2 separate regions of the Gossypium hirsutum genome follow, and region 2 is linked to region 1. The links are chromatin contacts, called in public Hi-C maps. All regions are on one chromosome and are shown on one strand. The core of a region is the stretch at or near the end of the contact, and the rest is flanking DNA. Distances in the headings are between cores, read along the strand shown.

Region 1 (7,617 bases), core at 2,499-4,998:
GGGAAAAGTAAAAAGGTTTGGGAGTTTGGGGTAAAAATGTAAAATATTATAGTTTGATATTCGAATTATTCGAATTATTCGAGTTATTCGAATTTGAAAACGCAACTCGATTCGAACTCGAAATTCGAAAAAAAAATTCAAGTTGATTCGAATAACTTGATTAACTCGATTAACTCGAATAACTCGATTCGTTTAACTCAAAATTCGAATTTTTTTTCGATTTTTTCGAATCGAATCGAGTTTTGCTCACCCCTAACTACAATGATAAAATATATTACATTCTTAAAAGTAGGATTTAAATTCAAACCTAAAAGATAAAATTGTTAAGAGAAATAGTTACGAATTCCCAAAAAAAAAAATTAATCCCCATCAATTATAAAATGAACATGGAAAAAATAAAAGATAAATTACACCAACAGTCACTCAACTTTGGGTAGCTGACAAAACAGTCACTCAGGTTTAAATTCAATTACTCAACTTTCAAAAAATAACAAAATAATCATTTTAACCATTTTTCGCTACAGGCGTAACGGAAAAGCGATATGGGCATCCTACTGTGTAAACGGACCCAATTTAAAACCCTAGCTGGGCTGGGCAATAAAAGAAAAAAAAAGAAACAGACGAGAAGAAAAAGAAGGGGAAGAGAAGAAGAAAAGAAAATTTCCAAAGCTCCACTCATCACCAATGGCATATCACCATTACCTTTAAAGCTCCTTAAACCCACTTTCAAATCCCTAGAATCCTTCAATCCAAAATCTCATTCGGGTTTCTCAAATTTTGTTTTCATTTATAGAGGAGAAGAAAGCCCCACAGAGGAGAAGTGGTGGCCAAAATTTCATCTATATCTGACAGTGGAGATGGTAGATGGGGGTATTTTGATTTCTCAAAATTTCAACATGTTTTTTGTTTTCTCAAATTTTGTAGCAATGGCTTTGCTTCTGGATTCTTCCAAACAATCCATTCTCCCAACCTTCCTTTACTCTTCCCCTAACTCTTTCTCTCTTGATCGATTCCACAATGCCAACAACTCTGCCTTCACAGCTTCGCAAGAATCTCTTGATGCCAACAACCTACTCAATCTTGAGTTCCCTTTCAGCAAGTTCAACCTAGTTGAATTTCTCCATTACTTCTCATTCCTTGGTTCTTATTTTCTTTGGCAAGAACAATTTTTCTTCAAGGCTTGAACAAGGTGAGCTCATTTTAGGTGCTTTCCAAACATCTTTTGATCTAGATTGTTGATTATTGAATGGATGATTGGATGATTGAGATAAGGTGGTAGTGGTGTTTGAAGGTCAACAATGGTGATGCCAAAGATGGTTATGGCGGAGGCATCGACGGCAAGATTCTTGGGATAGAGAAGAAGAAGTATAAACATATTGGGCCATTTATATAAAAAGTAAAAAAATATTGGACCATATATTAAAAACAAAAAAAGAAGGACGAAAAAAATAGCCACTGACTTTGCTTTGTCCTACGTGGCAAGTTAACTGGCTACGTCACCTGTCCTATTAGGTCTATAACGGAAAATGTTAATGAGTGTCTGATTTTTGCTTTTTGATAATGTTAGTAATTATTTTGTTATTTTTCAAAAGTTGAGTGATTGAATTGAAACCTAAATGATTATTTTTTCAGTTACCCCAAAGTTAAGTGATTGTTGGTGTGATTTACGCAAAATAAAATGTTTTCTAATAAGTGATTATTATATAATTAGTGATATTTTCTTTTGTATTTTATAGTTGGAGTGTAAAGAAAGCATTAAAAAAATTTTATAACTAAGGTTTCTTCCATAGTTGTTTTATGGTTCATGAAGAGTAATTCTTTTGGGGATTTATGACTCCCCCTTCTAACAACGTCATCTTTAAGATTTGAGCTTATATTTTTCAAAATTACAATATACCTTACTACTGCACCCGGTACAAATTAATAAGAAAGCATTTATTTTGCTTAAAACATGAGCATGCTCCATTAACATGTCTTATCAATTTTTAATTGGGATTTATGGAGAGATAAAGTTAAATACAAGAGTTGAATTTTTCCTTTTTACCCTTGTTTTGATTTTCTTATATAATTTTCCATTTCATTATTTTTATTTTATTTTATTTTATTTTTAAAGAGATAATATTTATCTCTATTTTATTTATCTTAACTTTAGAAATCAATTTGCTATCTAGGTGGAAGAGGAATCAAAATATTTAGGAGTTACAGTTATATTTACTTATGATTCTAGTTGGAACAAAATTAAAATTTTGATTAGTAAGTAGCAAAGCAAGTATTTAGTTGTGTAAAATGCCAGACATTGATGATGCATATGTGTGGAGTAATTAACTTCACTCATAATCATTGTAGTTAGTGGAGTAATTAAAATAGTTCATTTCTTTTTTCAATTAACATGCTCAGACCTAATCACCTTTATCATCCTAATCAACAAGCATATATCAAAGCAAGTTCTAAAAATATCAAGATGTGCATGTCACTAAATCAAAGAGATAAAACATAAAAATGTTGATTGGCTTAAAATCTCACAAAAAGGTTGTTGTGCATTAAATCCTTAACATTCTTAATTCAAATAAATTATCATGTGGTAAATGAGAATTCAACTATTCATCCAAATATTTTAGGTTTAATATATCATTTGATACTTAAACTAAATTTGATATTTATCTTAATTTGGTATTTAATTTTTTTTGCCTAATTTGGTACCTTAACTTAACTCCTTTTCCTAATTTGGTATCTAATCTTTTTTTATTTGATTTAGTACTTTGAACTTGTCAAACGTTTTACAAATTACTCCAATAAACTAACAATATTTTTTATAAGGTAGCAAAAATAATCAATCCATGACTGACATGTCACAAATTATATGATTTTTTTGGTATTTTATATGTTCAATTATTTTTAGTTTTATTTATTTAATTATTTTATTAATTGAAAATAATGAATTTTTTAAATTTGGATTTTTAAAACTCTATTTTTCTTATTTAATATTAATTCGTTAAGTATAGCTCAATACCTATTTTTTAACATGAATTTCCTCTAATACTAATTGTATTTTTGTAGCACAACAAAAAAAACACCATTAGTGTTTTACATAATTTGTATAGGTACCGAATTGAACCTAAAAAAAAGCTTAGGTATCAAATTAAAAAAAATGCCAAGTTCGAGTACTAAAGTGGGCCCAAAAAAATTTAGGTACCAAATTAGGAAAAAGTGTTAAGTTCAGATTTCAAATTGGGCCAAAAACAATTTAAATATCAAATTAAACAATACCAAATTTAGGTACCAAATATTATATTAAGCCAATATTTTGTTCATTAAATTGTTTTTATTTAAGGAGAAGTATAAAAAGAAACTAGAAGTGAAAAAGAAAAAGCTACAAACAAAACTATAACACCCTTTGGATTTTGAAAATAAATTTAATTTCCTAACACCCTGGTCATAAGTTTCACTCAAGATTCAGAAAAAGAATTTTTTTTTTATTTTTTATTTTTTACAAAATGACATAAATCATAAATTAATTAAAATCTAAAAAAACAATTAATTCTAAAAGAAATTAAAATTAAAATTTTGGGTTGCCTCAAACAAAAAAAGAAACACTTCATTAATGTCTTTGGCTAGAGATGGTTGTTCTGTGTGTTTCATTTATGTTATAGTCTTACAAAAGGGTTTCTGTTACTCCTATAAATGTGTATTTCATACTGTTAAACAATAGTATAAAGATTGTTAAGATGGTGAGTTTGTTATCAAATCTGTTAAGTTGTTGTTTAAGAGCTGTTATTCTCATATGAGTATATAAACCTCATCAAAATGTTCATTCAAGGATAAGGAATAAAGATTAAAGAATTACACTATAGTTTATCTTTCTGTTCATACATATTTTGTGTAGTATCTAACATGTATCAGAGCCTAGTCTTGGTACGTGCTTTCACTTTCGCATTATGGCACCATCAGTCGATTCTAACTCTGCTGATCCTACGAGTCCATTATTTTCCAGTGCAAGTCTGGTTCAATCTTTCCCTCACCATGACACGGTGAAGCTAGAGGAAGAAAATTTTGTCCAATGGCAGCAACATATCCGGTTGATAATAGAGGGATATGAGCTGCAAGGATTCTTTGAGGGTACGTTGCCTGCTCTACCTCGGTTCGTTGCATCTCCAGAAGGACCACTCATTCCAAATCTAGTTGCGTCTGTGTTTAATCAATAGGATAAGTTGTTAGCCTCTTGGCTCCTTTCTACAATTAGTTCATCTCTTTTGTCATGCTTTACTTCGGCTAAATCTACATGCAAAATATGGAGCACATCGAATTATCTTTTCGCTGCTTCAATTGGTGCAAAAGTTTCCCGTATTAAACATGATCTGCACTTTACAAAAAAGGGCGATTTAACTGTAAAAGAATATATTGCAAAAATATAAAATATTTGTGCGTTACTTGCAGCTTTTGGATCGGCAGTGTCAGAAGCCGAAAAGGTGGAAGTTGTTTTGGCTGGCCTCTCGTCGGACTTTGATGCAGTGTTGACCTTGGCCTCATTCTCGATGGAGTCTCTTCCTTTTCAGTGTTTAGTTGATGTTCTCATGGATTTTGAAAGTCGACATATGCGAGTGGTGCGTGAGGTTCTGGTGTATTCTCATCTAGTTGAACCACCTTTTGTTGCTATGATGGTTGACTCAGTTCCGCACGATGTGCGTGGAGAACGTGCTACAGTAGGTTCGCATGGGCGTGGTTTTCGATTACGAGTGCAGTGTCAAATCTACAACAGATTCGGTCATTTGGTGCAGCGCTATTTCTATTGTTTCTATCGCACTTACAACGGCCCGAACGCTTCCACCATGGCCCGAGTTTCTTCTTCTGCATATAATGTTCAAGGGTTACAAGGTGGAGGCTTCTCTGCTTGTTCTGGTTCTTTTGGTGGCTCTGAATTTGAGAGTAATTTTTGGAGAGGCTGCACATAGTTTCAAAATCAGAATTGATATCCGCCGCAAGCTAGGGATGTTTCTTCTTACTATCCTTACCCTAATGTAACCGAACATGGAATTGGGTTTGGGTCTACCAGTGGCCCATCTGATTTTTATGGTGCTTATGCTAACGTGATGAGCAGAGTGAGTTGGGACGTGATTTGGGACAGCGTTGTGTTGGGCATGTTGGGCCTTCTGCTGTGACACATAGGCCGAGTCATGCAGGTAAGTTTTTTGGCCATCAGAGTAGGTCGTGTTTTGGGCCAAATGCATGCCAATTTTTTGGGCTTGTTAGTGGACAGAATAATGGGCTGAATTTTGGGCCGAATACAGGTCAGTCTCTTGAGCCCGTTAGTGGATAGAATAATGGGTCGAATAGTGGGCAGGTCAATGCTAGCAAAAAAATTGGACTCAGTTCATTTGGGCCTTCACTTGGGCCTAATGATAATTATGTTTATCTTGAAGGCTATATGCCCAATAATGCTTCTGAAGTTCCGTGGCGAACTAAACCACGAGCATGTGTATTTGATTTTGATTCCTCACAGTCTGTTGGGCTACCTCGAATCCCTGATTTTCATGCGTCTGATTTTTCGGATGCCACACAGTATGATTCTAACTTTGGTAATACTAACTCATGTGTTCATGTGTCGATAGGAACCTCATCATGGTATCTAGATTCAGGGGTCACTCATCACGTATGTCAGAATATGTTTGATTTAAATGCCTCCACTCCATATATAGGTACTTCTTCTCTTTTAATGGGAAATGGGGCCCCCACTAAAATTTCATCTATTGGGAATACTGCTCTACCAACAAAGAAGTTATTACATCTTTCTAATGTTTTATGAGTGCCAAGTATCAGAAAAAATCTTATGTCTGTTTTTCAATTTGCTATTGGCAGCAATGTGTTTTTTGAATTTCACCCCTCTTATTGTGTTAAGGATATCCAAACACAGGAAATTTTACTGCGGGGCCAAGTTCGTGATGGTCTCTATCAGTTTTCGGCCGGATCGTCTATTCTTTCTGATCTAATTCCCTCTATTAACAACATTGGGATTCAAGATTGTCGATTGGATGATGATATCTTTTCACTGTGGCATAAAAGGCTTGGTCACCCTTCTTCCACAGTTTTTAAACTTGTACTTAGCAAGTGTCGAATTGTTTCCAATAAAAAATGTCTTGATGATGTTTGTGTTGCTTGTCAGAAAGGGAAATCACATAAGTTGCCCTTTTGTGGAATTGTTTGAATTGGTTGTCTCTGAATTGGTTGTCGAATCGTTTATTGACATGTGTATTCGATTTACCTGGGTTTATCTGATTAAACGTAAATCTCAAGCAGTTGAATGCTTTCTTCAGTTTAAGAAGATGGTCAGCACTCAATTTGGGAAGACCATTAAGAAATTTCAAAGTGATTGGGGTGGTAAGTTTCGTGCTTTTGCTTCAGTTCTAGCTAGCCATGGGATTCTTCATCGTCTTTCCTGCCCTCATACTTTAGAAAAAAATGGTGTTGCTGAGTGCAAACACAAGCACATTGTGGAAACTAGTTTTACACTTTTGTCCCAGGCTAATCTACCTATGAATTATTGGGGCTATGCATTCTACAGTGTTGTGCATCTTATTAATCGATTGCCTACTTCAGTCTTGAAAGGTCAGTCTTCATATCAGAATATTTATGGTCGTGAGCCTACGTATGATCACTTAAGGGTGTTTAGTTGTTGTTACTTCCTGTATTTACATCCTTTTGTGTCACACAAACTTGATTTTCACTCACAGCCATGTACGTTTCTGGGGTATAGCTCTTAGTATAAGGGCTATCATTGTCTCACACCAGAGGGTCAAGTTGTTATTTCTCGTTATGTTGTGTTTGATGAATGTCGATTTCTGTTTCATTCATCTTCACTACCCATTGTTCAGTCGTCTTCTAATTCTCCCATATATGTTCCTGTTGTTCAGACTTATTCTATCCAGTCTACTGCCGAACCCAATAGCACCATTGTCCCGTCACCAGCTATACCTCTGCCTCCTGATCCATGTTGCAATTATGGCTGATCTGTTACGATTGAGTTACCAGATATGTGTCATCTGAGCCAGTATCAGTTGGTTCACAGACTGAATGTGGGAATAATATAAGGGAGAATTGTCTTTCGAGTTCATCTACGAAAGCTAGTCCGATTGGTCAATCAAGTGTCTCTCCAATTATTCCTTCTCTTCCTGCAAGAAATACTCATGCTATGGTTACTCGGTCTAAGGCAGGAATTTTTAAGCCTAAAGCTTTGTCAGTTGACGTTGTAGATTTTGAGCCTTGATCTGTTGAGGAAGCTATTGCTCATATGGAATGAAAATTCACAATTCAAGCTAAATTTGATGCTTTAATGGCCAACTCTACCTGGGAGCTAGTTTCTCTGCCTCTTGGTCGGAAAGCAATTGGATGCAAATGGCTTTTCAAACTTAAAAAGAATCCTAATGGGTCGGTTAGTTGTCGAAAAGCATGGTTGGTTGCAAATGGGTGCTCTCAGGTTCCTGGTTGTGACTTCAAAGAAAAGTTTAGCCCAGTGGTCAAACCTGCTACTATCCGAACCATTTTGTCTGTTGCTGTGACTAATGGTTGGAAACTTCATCAAGTCGATGTAAACAATACCTTTTTAAATAGAGACTTGACTAATGA
Region 2 (7,617 bases), core at 2,309-4,808, 250 kb after region 1:
AAAATATATAATACTAAAATTTACTACACTTATGATATGGATTGAAAATAAATATTACACATATAAAAATTATATTTACAAAAAATAATCATATTTTTAATAATTATTTCATTTTATGGATAAAAGGGTTGTTAATTAAAAATATGAATTAAATTTTTTAAAAAAAACTATATATTTGTTAATTAAAATTAATAAGAAAAAAAGCTTGAAACAACATGAAATAAAAATTACAAATGTGTTTAGGAGGGAGTTGAACCTGGGGACTTAAAATTAAAACAACTAACATTTAAACATCTAATCAAACAAACTAATTATACTAAAAAAGTCAAAAAAACAAATATAACTTCAAGGGAAAGCGCTTCCAGTTGGACGCACTTTCCCACTTTCTCTCCAAAGACGATCTATTTCTCTAATTTTTTAAAAATTCAATCTATTTAACCAATAAACATTTATTTTTGACAAGTATAAATTATATTAACCTACTATAATAGCTTCATCCATGGCTTAACCTATAAATGCTTCTCCTATGAACCCAATAGGGCATTATTTTCATATAAATCTATAATATTAGATGCAATTGATTTTAGAACTTCACAAATTTTAACAATTAACCATGATTAGTTTATAAATTAACAATTAACCATGATTCGCTTTCATTTCAACTTGAAATAGGCCCAAAATATAATAGGAAAAATGCACAATTACAACTCCTATGTCCAAAAGGCCCAAGCTGTTATGGACCTATGTTTATATGGTTCTAGCTTTTGGGCCATCCAACATGCAAGTCACTGAACTCTAAAATCTTACATCAAATTTACTCTTTTTTTTTTTTAATTCAAGAAGACATGAGTTCGAATGAATTTATTTAAGGGTTGGAAAGAGATTATAGGTAATTTTAGGAACTGTATAAAGAAAACTTAATAGCTAAAGTATGTAATAAGTCCTTGTACTTTTTAAAAATTTAAAATTTAGTCTTTATACTTTTATTTCTAGTATTTTAGTCCCTCTACTTTTAGGTTTCAAAAAATTTATATCTAAATGTTAAAACTGTTAATTTTTTTATTAAATTTATTGTGTGATATTTTGAAATAAAAAAATCACTTGGTAGTCATGTAAATTAAAAAATTGATATTGTAATGACTTGAATTAACAAAAAAAAATAACAATGTGAACAGTTGAACCTGAAATTTAAAATCTAAAAAATAGATAAACTAAATTCTAGGAAATAAAAATACAATGACTAAATTCTAAAATTTTAAAGAATACAAAGACTTATGACATATTTTAACCAAATTTAATATGATATTTACCAATATAAATTTTCAGTCTTTGGTGTAATCTATTAGACAAAAGGATTTTAAAAATCAATTTAAAGCTATATATAGGTGAATGTAACTAGCAAGTCTTTTTATTATAGGGACTAGATCAAATTAGTCCATCTATTATTAAATTGATCAATTTAATTTATATATTATAAAAACGAAACAAATAAGGTTAAAATAGAATAGAATTACCATTTACTATTTAAAATATGTCATTTATTGTTTAATAGAATTATGTTTTCAAAACTTCTTATGATTCCGTAGATAAAATATTTTGTTTAGAGTTCAATAATAAATGAAAAAAAATTATTTTTCATGTAATTTTTAAACAATAAATGGTAAGTCTATGGTGATTTAATTTTCATTTAATCTATTTAATAATATAAGGACCAAGTTAATCTAAGGTAAGCTCAGAGGCGAATCTAGGGGGGCTAGCAAGGGCCCCGACCCCCCTAAAATGGAAAATTGTTGTTTTGGTCCTTTAAAAAAATTTAAATTTTAAATTAGTAAAGGTAAAATTGTACTTAATTTGGCCCCCTTAAAATTATGAAAATTTAATTTAATCCTCTAAAAATGATAAGACATAGACTATTAAAAATTAAAATTTTATTTATGCCCCCCTAAAAAAATTTATAGGCTTCCCCCCTAGGCAAGCTATTAAAATAGTCACTTTTGTTTGCCTTAAATTATATTTTAGTCATTTATGTTTGAAATTTTACATTTTAGTCACTTACGTTATCGTTTTGTTACGAAGTAGTCACTCTACCATTAAGCCTTGTTACCTCCCTAACAGCAATCCTACATGGCTGTCCAAATAAGTTTTAAATGTCAACTTAGATGTCCAACTAGGAGGAGAATAGTTTTTTCAGTCAAAATGGAAAAGAAAACTAAAAGAAAAATGAGACGAACGATTTTTCTTTTCCAGTTCAAGGTGTAATGAATTAAATTTATTTAATTAAAAACCTATCCTCGTCTCAATTAAAAATCCAAGTTGGCATTTAAAACCCATTTGGATTGCCACGTAGGATTGCCATTAGAGAGATAACGGAGCTTAACGAAAGAGTGACCACTTCGTAACAAAACGATAACGTAAGTGACTAAAACATAACATTTCAAACATAAATGACTAAAATATAATCTGAAACAAACAAAAATGACTATTTTTATGATTTACCTTTTAATATAATACCTAGAGTGAATTTATAGGTATTCACCTATATATAAAACACTATAACTTCTGTGGATTGCTTGACTTGTCATAATATATATATTATTAAGAATTTAGAACATATATGGAATTTGAAATTTCAAATGCTAAATTGAAAAAATTACATGATTTAACATATTTTCTAAATATGGGTTTGCACGATATGAGTTTATTTACATGGTGGCGCGAATTCACATCGTGATGTCCATAGAAAGATGTGTGAAGACCTCACATGTAAACTCAAAGTACGAACAACGTAGAGTACGAGTCAAAACTCAATTAAATAATCAAATAGCGGATCAATAATAATGAATACCAATATTGACATTTATTTTACGGATGAAATTATACCATTTTTCTTGGATCTTACATATTTAGTTTTGAAATTTATTCTTTGTATGTTTATAAAGTTTCAAATTTTCAATCTCGTGTCAGTATATTTTATTTTATATGATAGGGATAAGGAAAATTGTGTGACAAACCATTTTTTATTAGATTATATACACTAATTTTTTAGAAAAAAGAATGAGAAATTGAAAACATTCAATTTTGATAATAAATAAATAAATTTATTAAAATGTGAAAAGAAAAGAAGAAAAAGAAAATATTTATTTTTTCAGTCAAATCAAAATGTTGGGTGACCTGACTTGTTCAATATATAAAACCTTTTCATTTATACTCTGAATTTTCTTCTCAGCCATTTGGAGTTGGTTAAAATATTTTCTTAATTAATTAATTAAAATAACATCAAGGGTAGAGTCGGGGTAAATAAAAATTTTAGATCAAACATGTACAAGGCTAATGAAAATAAGATGTTATTTTTAGTAAGAAGGTTCATTCTTTTCATTAATAAAAAAAAAAAATTCATTTTTGGATTTGAAGAAGCAAGGTACTCTTTATATTTAGAATCTTTAATTTGGACTTACTTGCATGATTATTTTTACTTTTTTTTCTTTTTGAAATCAGATTCGAAAGAATCACAAATTTGCTTTATAAAAAAAAGCCCTAACCCCAGCAATTTCTTGCGGCCTTCCTTACAGTCCAACTGGAAACCAATTCCATGATGCCTTTGAACCGACTAAAAACAACTCAAAATAAATGGTAAAAAAAAAAAATCCCAAAAGTCTGCTTTTACTTGGGAAGCTTCCTCCATCGTCAAACAAATGACTCAGCCATCCCTTCCATTGTGGCTGCCCTCAATGAAACACCGTAGAAATCAACTCCATATTTGGAATTGGACCCACCCCTTTTTCTTCTTCTTCTTCCTCTCATTTAAAACCCCACTGCCTTGTTTTTCTCTCACTCTCTCATCCCTCTCCAATGCTCCTTTCCTCACCATGTCGCACACCACCCACCATGGAGTCTTCTCGCTTTTCTTCTTGCTCTTCCTGCTCCTCTCTCCGCCGCCTTCCGTCGCACAGAACTTCAACCAAGACGAAGAAAATTACGCTCGTTTCAGCCCTTCCATGGCCGTAATCATCGTCGTTTTGATCGCCGCTTTGTTCTTCGTGGGTCTTTTCGCCATTTATATTCGGAATTGTTCCGACGTCTACACCAACAGACAGAGCATCCGCCCCGTCGCCGGGCGTTCAATGCGCGGCACTCGTGGGCTGGACGCGTCGGTGATCGAGACTTTCCCTATCATGGTTTACTCCGAAGTTAAGGGTCATAAGATCGGCAAGGGAGCCTTGGAGTGCGCGGTTTGCTTGAACGAATTCGAAGACGACGAAACGCTGCGTTTGATACCCAAATGCGACCATGTTTTCCACCCTGAATGTATCGACGCTTGGTTAGCTTCTCATACCACTTGCCCCGTTTGTAGAGCCAATCTCGTTCCTCAACCAGGTGACCCCGTGAGTCAACTCACTGCATTAAATGACACTGCCGTCGAGTCAGACCTTGAGGCTCAGAACAATGGCAGTAACTCAGAACCGGAAGAAGAAAGGAGCATAAATAACAACGCTGTTAATTGTCAGGTAGAGGCCCAAGTGGCTTCCGAGGTTGAAGTGAATAATTTGAACGTAACTTTAAATAGGAACCGTACACGTGGATCAAGATCTGGCCGTCCACGTAAACTTTCTTTCTTGCGATCTCACTCGACCGGACATTCTTTGGTCCAACCAGGCGAGAATACAGATCGATTCACTTTACGGTTACCGGTTGATGTTCGAAAACAGTTAATGAACCGAAAATTGAATCGGGCGACAAGCTTGGTGTTGCCTAGGGAAAGGAGTTCACGCCGAGGGTACCGAGCAACAGAAGATGGAGGGAGTAATAGAGGGAAACTGGACCGTGGTGCCAAATCGGACAGGTGGGTTTTTAGTATGACACCACCGTTTTTTAATAGAGCATCCTCTGTGAAATCACTAAAGGTGGCTGCGCATGATGGTGAAGGAACCTCAAATAATTTGCCGGTTGGAGCGATGGCTAACTCAAGCCGTCCTCCGGTTTAGAAGGTTTATTTATCTGAATAATTTATCAATTGCCATATCATAACTTAAAAGCCTTGTGCTTTGTGTAGATATGTACATTGTTTATGCAAATGATTTCTTCATTATTAATCCAATTTTGGTTTATTGATTTTAATTCGGTTTTCAATAGCATATCAAACCAAGTCATTAGGAAGTTGAGGTTTCCCAATTTATATCTTATTTATTTACCTTATTTTCTTAATAAAAATATGATTTTATATTAGAATCTAATAAAAAAATGATCTAAATGAAATTTTATTAAACTCGGGTGACTAAAATGAATGTACAATAAATTACCTTTCTCGAAATGAAAACATTTCTTTATAGTAGTGCCCTTATTACAAACTTCTTTTTCAGTGCCAAAAATAAAAATTTATGAAAGTTTTTCTTTATGAAATTTATTAATAGCATATCTAACCTTAAATGCAGTGTCCAAAGGATGTCCCGTTTTTATCACCATTAGTTAATACGTTGGGTAAAAGCAATTGAGTCCAAATATGAAAGCAAAATTGGAGCTAAACATCATGAATTGGAAAAAACCTGAAACTTCTACAAAATTTGACTGACTATGAAAAAACTCAGGTAATTTTATGATTTTAATCCTTCTATTATGCCCAAATTTGTAATTTTATAGTTAGTTACTTATAATTATCACTTTTAAATATTCAAATACTTTTTTTTCTTAAAAATATGCTTTCCAACTTATCATCTCGATATCGATTTTTTTCTTAATAGAGTTATTTAAAAAAAATCCGCACCAATACTTTAACTAAAAATTTTGAACAGTGTTAACTATTTGAATTAATTGATAACATCATAAAAATAGTCACCTTTGTTTGCCTTATATCACATTTTAGTCACTTATGTATGAAATGTTATGTTTCCGTCACTTACGTTATCATTTTGTTACGAAGTGGTCGCTCTACCATTAAACTCTGTTACCTTCCTAACGACAGTTCTACGTGACAATACAAATGAATTTTAATGCCAACTTAGATGTCCAGTCGTTGGGATAGAAATAGGTTTTTAATTAAATAAATTTAATTTGAATTGCCACGTAAGGCATCTAAGTTGGCATTTAAAACCCATTTGGACTGCCATATATGATCACTATTAGGGAGGTAGTGGAGCTTAACGGTAGAGTGACCACTTCGTAACAAGACGATAATGTAAGTGACTAAAACATAACATTTCAAACATAAGTGACTAAAATATAATCCGAGGCAAAAAAAAAGTGACTATTTTTGTAGTTTACTCGAAAAATAGATTGTCTAAATTATATCAAATTAAACTAAAAAATTAAATTTATAATTAAGAGACTAAAACCATAAATTAACCCAAAGATCATAATCATATAATATTTCAAGGTTTGAATTGTATAATTGTTTTAATTTTTGGGAAAGTGCTTCTTTTGAATTATAAAAAAGGTATGCTCTTATCAACATATATTAAGCTAGGCTTCATCAACACATACACCTCTTTTTCCTTGGGCTACAATAAACAACTTAAACATATATATATATATATCTTCTTGTTGATAAAACTAAACTTCAATATGCTATACTTCTTTACTGTATATATATATAAATAGCTCTAAATGGTTACTTTGGTAGTACGCGTATTGGCATAACTTGGTTGCCAGCTATTTTATTTGCTTGAAAGCTCAGTAAAGTTGTACTCTTTTAAAATCATGATTGATGATTCCATATGAAGAGAATCCCATTAAAAGAAAGAGCTTCTCTCAGCTTTCATTTTCACCCTCCATATCCTTCATGCTGCCTTTTGTGGTGTCTACCATAGCTGTCAGAATCTCAAATTTGCCAAGAATATTAGAAAGTCTTTAAACAACATTCATATCACTTGGATTAGCTACTTAGTGTTGCTTAAAAGCTTTCGTCTATATTTGTACCATTCGGAGGTTCGAGATGCAATTTTGATCTTCCTTAATTAAAAGTGGAGGATAGAACTTTGAAAATATGTAGCACTCTAAAGAAGACACTACTTAATTTACGTGATACAAGACTCATTTACCATGTGATGACATTGAAAATGTATACTACTCTAAAGAAGGCACTACTTGATTTATGCGATATGAGAATGACTTAATATGTGACCAGTCTTATCATCATAAATCTACATTAATGTAATTAGTTGATAAAAAGATTAAACTTTTATTTTTGGTTGTTGATGCTTGGATCAGACAAGGGAGGAGCTGTGGTGGTGACTGACGACAGTTCACTAGGCTTGAGGTTGGGTGAAGAGTCGCTGTAGGTGATGTATCATGTGGTGGTTTGGAAGTTGAGATGGAAAGGAGAGAGAGAGAGAGTCCCCTCGTATTTCGAGGTGAGACGTTGGCTTATATACTTGGGTTGGAATCTCAATGTGCAACGCATCATTCGACTATAGGTGACCAAAGGTGGTAAAGATTTGACATGACAAGTCTAAATAAGACAATTAAGGTGACAATAAATAGGTTGTCAATCATGTTGAATGGACTTAATGTCGTAAATGATGATTGAGGCCTATCTGTGTCGCTTGACTCTGAGGAGCCTTCTTGAATAATTTTCTCAAATAGTTCTAAAGGAGGATTTTTGCGGAAGGATTGTCCTCTAGAGAT

The links. A called contact is a pair of places that touch in the nucleus more often than the background predicts.
Region 2: a contact with region 1 is called in a Hi-C map of leaf, with 1.6 times the contacts expected there. The contact joins the promoter of LOC107939318 here to the promoter of LOC121223355 in region 1. A contact is called at or near these places in 2 of 34 Hi-C or Micro-C datasets (both in leaf).

Annotation. Positions count from the first base shown.
Region 1 is chrD11:60,622,656-60,630,272 of Gossypium_hirsutum_v2.1, forward strand. LOC121223355 reads left to right here and starts at 3,749. Exons shown (of 3, transcript XR_005920704.1): 1 at 3,749-4,116; 2 at 4,435-6,600; 3 at 6,906-7,617. LOC107897384 (a long non-coding RNA gene) reads right to left here and starts at 4,922. Exons shown (of 2, transcript XR_005920705.1): 1 at 4,429-4,922; 2 at 4,126-4,355.
Region 2 is chrD11:60,869,603-60,877,219 of Gossypium_hirsutum_v2.1, forward strand. LOC107939318 (E3 ubiquitin-protein ligase ATL6) reads left to right here and starts at 3,559. Exons shown (of 1, transcript XM_016872644.2): 1 at 3,559-5,115. The coding sequence starts at 3,693. The coding sequence ends at 4,982.